Linked DNA regions of Danio rerio: region 1 is linked to region 2. The links are chromatin contacts, called in public Micro-C maps. All regions are on one chromosome and are shown on one strand. Each heading gives the region's core, a stretch centred on a gene start, on an enhancer-like site or on the middle of the called end of the contact. The rest is flanking DNA. Distances are from core to core; before and after follow the strand shown.

Region 1 (3,386 bases), core at 76-2,575, 180 kb after region 2:
GAATAGCTGAGCTATAGCTGACTATGGGGTGTCTAAGATGCTACTTTAAAGTAGCATGAGGAAACCCATGCGAGCACGGGGAGAAAATGCAATCCCGCACAGAAACGCTGACTGGCCCGGAGAGGGGTCGGAGTGCTCATCTGTATTGGCGCAATATGTGAAGCTGATGCGGGATCAATCATAAGTACGTGATCCTCTCGAAATTAGTTTACTCTTAAACCACACTTCTTTGTTTGACAGTTAAATGCAAACACTTACATGTAAACAAATCCAGAGAAATTTTTTTTGGGGGGGAAATAATCCTCGATTACATAAAAAAACCAAGTCATCTGCGAATAACACAATGGATAGCAGTGTTTTTGAATGGATCTTCTGCACACACACATACACACACCCACACACCCCTCACTAGGGGCTCCGTGCCTTCATGGTGAATCATCAGGGCAGGTCTGGGTTTGGTTGGGTGTGTGTATGTGTATGTGTGTGTGACCAAACAGTCCCCTTAACTCTAGTAAATTGTGACCTTGTGGAGACATTTTTTGGTCCCCATGAGGAACAGAGCTCATAAATCATCCAGAATGAAGTATTTTGAAAATGTAAAAGAGCAGAATGCGTCCTGAGAGGGTTTGTGGTAGGGGAGGAGGACAGAATTTACATCATGTACAGTATAAGCAGCATTGTGTCTATGAGAAGTCCCCATAAGATATGAAAATACAATGTGTGTGTGTGCGTCTATGTGTGTGTGTGTGTGTGCACGTGTTTAGGTTTGTATTTTTGTGTGTTTATGTGCACGTGTTTGTGTGTGCATGAGTTAGTGTGAAATTTTGTGTGTGTGCATGTGAATATATGTGTGTGTGTGAATGTCTGTGTACTTGTGTGTGTCTGTGAGTATGTGTGCGTGCCTACTTGTGTCTTTGCATTTGTGTGTGTGAGTTTGTGTGTGTCTATGTATATGCGTGCATATATACATGCGTATGTGTGTGTGTACATGTGTGTTTGTATGTGTGTGTTTGTGTGCGTATATGTGTGTTCGAGTGTTCACACATATGTGAAATTGTGTGTTAGTGTGCGCGTGCGTATGTACTGTAAAAACGTATGTGTGTGTTTGTGTGTACATGCGAATATATGTGTATGTATGTGTGTGTGCCTGTGTGTGTATGTGTGTGTTTGTGTGTACATGCATATATATGTGTACTGTATATATGTGTGTGCCTGGGTGTGTGTATGTGCGTGTTTGTGTGTGTGTGTGTGTGTGGGAGGGCCGGAGCAGGGATATCCCTTCATGGTTGTATGAGTGTGACTCATTGAAGCCGCTGCTTACAGACAGAACAGCATGTCCTGTTTTGCGTTACCACAGGAAGTCCATTGCAGGATATAGCAATGCCTCACTATCACGCCACTCACACAAAAATGCACACATGCAACCGCACACGTACACAAAGACAATTCTCAACCAGCTACTCTTCAGACCACAACAAACAAAACAAGTCGACTCCAAGAACACACATCTACATGTATTGTAAGGCACTGCAGCTTTTAGTTGAAGTGAACACGATAGTTAGAGTAAAACATTGTGAAACTTGTGGTGTGTTTGTGATGTGAAGCTCTCGGTATGAGATTCATGAAACACGACTCATGATAAAAGCTGAAAGACTTGTATAGAAGCAGGTTAATGAGGCAGTATTTTAGGGTAACGCAATTTCGTAATATTCTGCAGAAAGAGGCTGTTAAACAACACAAACAAACCCTGCTCTGGCCAATGCATAATGAGAAACATCTGTTCCTGTCCGGCCTGGCTAGAGGTCTCACATTTAAGCGTTATGACGGTTTCCAATGCCCTCCTCGGCTTGAACATCCATCCCCACGCTGACTTGAGCAACTCTTTTTGAAGTCGGGAAGAGGAACAATCGCAGATCTGTGAAGAACCAAACTTTTTGTTGTAACAGCACGCTTATGAAACACAAGTCGAAAACACTCATAAAGTTTTAATGAACTTAATGGATGACTATTGAAACCGGGGCTTTTGAGGTGAGGCGAAAACGGGGCGATAAGTTCAAATCCAAGACAGATCATCAAATGCCTTGGTTGTGTAATTCAAATGAAGTCAAGTATACTATGTGTATACTGTATACAATGGAAATGTTTGTATGTTTATAGCTTGAGCAGCTTTACAAAGAAAACAGGCAAGAAATAGAAATGAAGTTGCATCAATGTGAAACCAGTTGAGTGGGATTCAGTTCTACAGAATGCAGATTTAGTTAACCCTATGGTTCCATCCTCCTTTTAATGCATATTTTGGAGTATAGCATAAAAAAATGCAACACAGACTCACTGTGAAAACATATCCCCGTATACGTTTCTGGAGAGCACGATTTATTTAGCCAGAGCTATGTCTGGCTGCATTTTGTCTTTAAAATTAACAATACAGCGCAGTATGACACTGCCAATGGCTTCTATTTCTTTTCACGCTAATAGCTGACCAATTACCACCACGTATGTCGGAGGACTTGAGACAGAATGCAGAGTTGACCGTAACAATGGAATTTGAGTCCGGCGAAGAACGGTTCCAGAAAGCAGGTAAATAAAAAAAAGCCAAATAATAAAATAAACAAGTAAATAACAGGGTGAGAAAGTGGTCAGATCTGAAAAGAAGGTAAAAATCAGGCAGCCGCAAGGACTTTTCTTTTTCTAGATTGCTTTAGAAAACACTATTGGTTGGGTTTAGGGAAGGGGGTGGGTGAAGGGATTGGTCAGCCAATCAGCTAGTCAGTCTGTTAGTCAGTCAACAGCTCCCTCTGGTGGATTTGTGAAAAACAAAAACTGCAACAAAAAAAGGCTCCTTCTTAGACATATTTTGCACTCTACAGAAATGTATACAGAGTTATGTATCCATAACGAGATTAGGTTGAAAATGTGTGTTATGTGTTTAGTTATTAAAAGGGTGAGACGATTTTCTGATGCTGGGTGAAATAGAAGAAACAATGATAACGGATATGTGAAACAAAAGTAGTCATTTATCAAACAATGAAAAGAGACACTAAATATGAGAATTTAGAATGTAAATTAATTAGTAACTGAATCAGACAAAAACAGGAGAAAAAAATAAAACAGAACAACAAAATAAATAAAACAAAACAATCTAACTAAATTCCAACCCACTAAACTAATTAACCAAAGGAAAATGTAAAAATCAACACCGCAATCTTCACGTATACGACGCTTAAACTAAACAACACAAAACAAACCTGCAAATAAAACGCAAGCAAACAATTAAGTTAAATAAACTTTTTATCCAATATCAAAAAAATGTGAATAAACTGCAATCGGAACACATTTATTGAATAAATCCTAGTATGCGCTTAAAAAAAGTCATGTCATTTCATTTT
Region 2 (3,643 bases), core at 271-2,770:
TCTTTCAAGAGATCACACTTAGCTGATGATTGATAATAAAGCTTGTTTGGCATGCTGTCCAAGGAGAGAGCCCTGAGCTTATAAGATCCTCGAGCCCGGGGCTCCCTCCCGTTTGCAAGGCGAGAGGGGAGTTTGAGCTCAGATAGATCTCGAGAACTCCCCTGCTGTAATAGCTAATGAACAGATAGTGATTGCTCTTAAGAGATAACCATTTACTAGGAGCATGTCTATGATGCCGATTTGGATTAGTCAATTGACTTAAGTTGCTTGTTTTTTGACGATTCAAAAAACACACAGAAACTCCACACAGAAACGTCGGCTGACTTGGTACGGTCTAGAACCAATGACGTTCTTGCTGTGAGGCACAAGTGCTAACCACTGGACCACTGTGCCACCCATCTAGGAAAGGAGGAGAAGTGGGGGTGGAAGGGGGGATTCTTCAAAATAAAGATGGATCTTGGGGTATTTATAGTGGCTTAATAATCGTCTTATTGGTGAATTATCAATTGAATGATGCGGGGCCGGCTGCAAGCAGTCATAAGCACGTGATCCTCTCGAAATTAGTTTATAATTAAACTTTATGTAATGTAACAACTTTAAAAATTGTTCAGTCTGAATGAGGCATCACTTTTTTATTTTGGCTAGAATGAAAGCAGTTTTTTAATTAAAAAAAACGTTTTAAGGTCTAATATTAATATTATTAAGCAATATTTTAATTGATTGTCTATAGAACAAACCATCCTTATACATTACATTATACCTTATACATCATTATACCTAATTATACATTATACATCATTATACCTAATTATCCTAATGATCCTAACTAACCTTTAAATGTCTCTTTAAGCTGAATATCTTGAAAATATCTAGTCAAATATTCTGTATTGTCATCATGGCAAAGATAAAAGAAATCAGTTATTAGAAATGAGTTATTAAAACTATTATGATTAAAAATTTTATTTCCATCAAACAGAAATTGTGCAAAATAATGTACAGGGGGGCTAATAATTCTGACTTCAACTGTATATGATATAGGTCAAAAGCAGAACGAGCGGGTGGTTCAATATTTTTATGCTCCATAGTTACTCATAGAGAGAGCTGGAAGCTTCATCTGGGGTTTCACAGGTAAAAAAAAAAAGGATCCAAGCTTCTTCTGATGGTGTCAATCAAGGGTCAGAATCCTATCAGATGGGAAATAAGGGCTCAAGTGGAATTCTCCCGTAGCTCAGGTTAAGAGCCACATCACCTCAGCATGGATAAAAACGGATCAAATACAGAGAAAGTTCCAGAAACAAACCCGGATCAGAGAAGATATTATTGTCCGCGCCCCGTTATCTACTCTGCAATAGGTGTTTTCATTGCGGCACTGTTTTTATGAACAGGATGTTGTGTAAGAGGCGTCTAATAAAGGCTCTTTTATCGGGTAAAAGGAATTTACTCAACTTGAACTTGAGATAAAATGTTACCTTGCGCAAGCTGCCACATGGAGGAATTCCATGCATAGTTACACGTCTGCAAGTATGCAACTCGCGAGAAACATCCAGAGCACACACTGTGGTGATGCAATGCAGGATGCCAGTGTGTCTTTGTCATATTGGGATTGAAACACAGGCGAAGTCAGAATTATTAGGCCCCTGTATATTTACTCTGTTTAACAGAGATAATGTTTTTTTTTTTCAACATATTTCGAAGCATAATAGTTTTAATAACTCATTTCTAATAGTATTTTACCAGATAAGATACAAGCATTTAGCTTAAAATGACATTTAAAGGCTTAACTAGCTTAACTAAACAAGTTAGGGTAATTAGGCAAGTCACTCACTATATAACAGTGGTTTGTTCTGTAGACAATCGAAAACAAATATTGCTAAAGGGAGCAACTAATATTGACCTTAAATTGGTTATAAAAAAATTAAAAGCTGCTTTTATTCTAGCCGAAATAAAACAAATAAGACTTTCTCAAGAAGAAAAAACATTATAAGAAATACTGTGAAAAAATTGTGCTGTTAAACAAAAACAGGACGTCATTGTCATGCGGATGGATCTACTACGCAAATCACAGTAGTGCAAAGTGCAAATAACAAGGTAGTGTTTAGTTTATTTTCATAAACATAGAGGCATGTAACATTTGTCTATTTTAAGCTGCAATCTGACACAAACACAAAGCACAGACTCACAAACAACGAACCAGCAACGACATGAGGGTAGAGAGCACAATGTAAAGGGAGGGAAACACACAAGGACCAGGTGAAGACAGTTACACTAATGGTGAATAGATGAGGGCTAAACAATGGTGTGTGGTAAGGGGAAACAAATATGCAGGAAGAGAGTACCACATGGCAAACAAAAACAAAGACTGAGCCATGTGTTCAAACTCAAGACAAACATAGAAATATGTAATTAAGACAGCACAAACTATCTAACAAAACCATGACAACTTTATGGACTCTAGGTACAAACAGCACCTTTAAAAAAACACCTCACTGATAGCTTTACCACCTAGCTTGCTGTATTCCTGAGCAGCACCAAAATAAGACCCATTCAACACTCTTAACCAATCATATTCAATCACCGTCTATATTTTTTGTGACACTATATTATGCATGTTCTAATTGTAATTGGCCTCTGAATTGAATGACAAATTAAAAACGTGAAGACATTAGTCATCATGTGCTAACAAATAAGTGTGACACCATCCATGAGCTGTAACGCAGATGCAATCGGCTTCCTGCACGCTGTATTATCAGTGTATGTGCGGTCGTCATGGCAACCGAGCTGAAACTGGGACAGAGAGTATGTCTGGTATGCTTGTACATGTTAAAAGCATTCAGAGAACGGCTGACCCACACAGATACTATCTGCAATCGTCATTAGCCTTATATGGTAACGGGATGTCGGAGGATTACCGTGCGTTCATTGACAGAACCTGCTGAAAGACTTCTCCGAGCATGCAACCTTGTTAGTTAAGAATGCAAAGTTATAACAGCCTAGAGTGCAGGATGTCCTTTCAATTCGAGGTGTGTAAACATCTCATTTGTTGGTATATATAATTACTGTTCCAATGGCATTTACTAATACAACCCAAAGGCCCTGATTTACTTCGAGATAAGTTTTTTTTTTTTTTAAAGCCTCAAATAAGCACAAGTGGTATACTGTTAGCAAACTCCGGGATGCTTAAGTTTCCATCCTTTTATTTGCAATTAAATACTAATCTAATTATGACCAACTACATATCATTGCAAAGGTCTAAGACTTCTAAATATGTATTTTACCACAGATTTTTGTTTGTTGTTGTTGTTAAGTAGGAAGGGAAAAACATTTACTGTCACCCTACAAACTGTGGGAGGATTTATGGTTACATTATTAAACCATAATATTGTAGTGTAAACAAAGTAATCATGACAAACTAAATATAATTTAAAAAGCTTAACGTTTCTAATTTAATGTCCTTAACTTAATTATTTATTCATTTTGACATTAGCAGTTCATTCTGCTCCTGATAAAAAGGGGAATATAATAATATAAAATGTTTAACATTATTACAAAGTCTATTAGTTACTTAAAGTCTAAATTTAACTGTATTATGAAATTGTCATCAAAGTGGAAACAATCTCAGAAAAGTACAATTAGTTTCACTTAT

Evidence for each region. Hi-C and Micro-C count contacts between places; a contact is called where the count stands out from the background.
Region 1: a Micro-C map of caudal fin shows a contact between it and region 2, with 2.0 times the contacts expected there. The contact joins two enhancer-like sites. A contact is called at or near these places in 1 of 18 Hi-C or Micro-C datasets (caudal fin) and 1 of 4 datasets of contacts at active chromatin or transcription factors (caudal fin).

Annotation. Positions count from the first base shown.
Region 1 is chr24:4,451,731-4,455,116 of GRCz12tu, forward strand. No RefSeq gene overlaps it. Among named protein-coding and RNA genes, the nearest start is that of ccny, 110 kb to the right of the region's middle. Within about 2 kb of position 1,326, at least 37 of the 62 cell types and tissues checked have an H3K27ac peak or open chromatin away from gene starts, as enhancers often do. A contact at or near this core is called in caudal fin, where this site is marked.
Region 2 is chr24:4,268,186-4,271,828 of GRCz12tu, forward strand. The region is part of intron 1 of adarb2 (adenosine deaminase RNA specific B2 (inactive)); the gene reads right to left. The region is part of intron 4 of LOC141380808 (a long non-coding RNA gene); the gene reads left to right. Among named protein-coding and RNA genes, the nearest start is that of adarb2, 52 kb to the right of the region's middle. Within about 2 kb of position 1,521, at least 17 of the 62 cell types and tissues checked have an H3K27ac peak or open chromatin away from gene starts, as enhancers often do. A contact at or near this core is called in caudal fin, where this site is marked.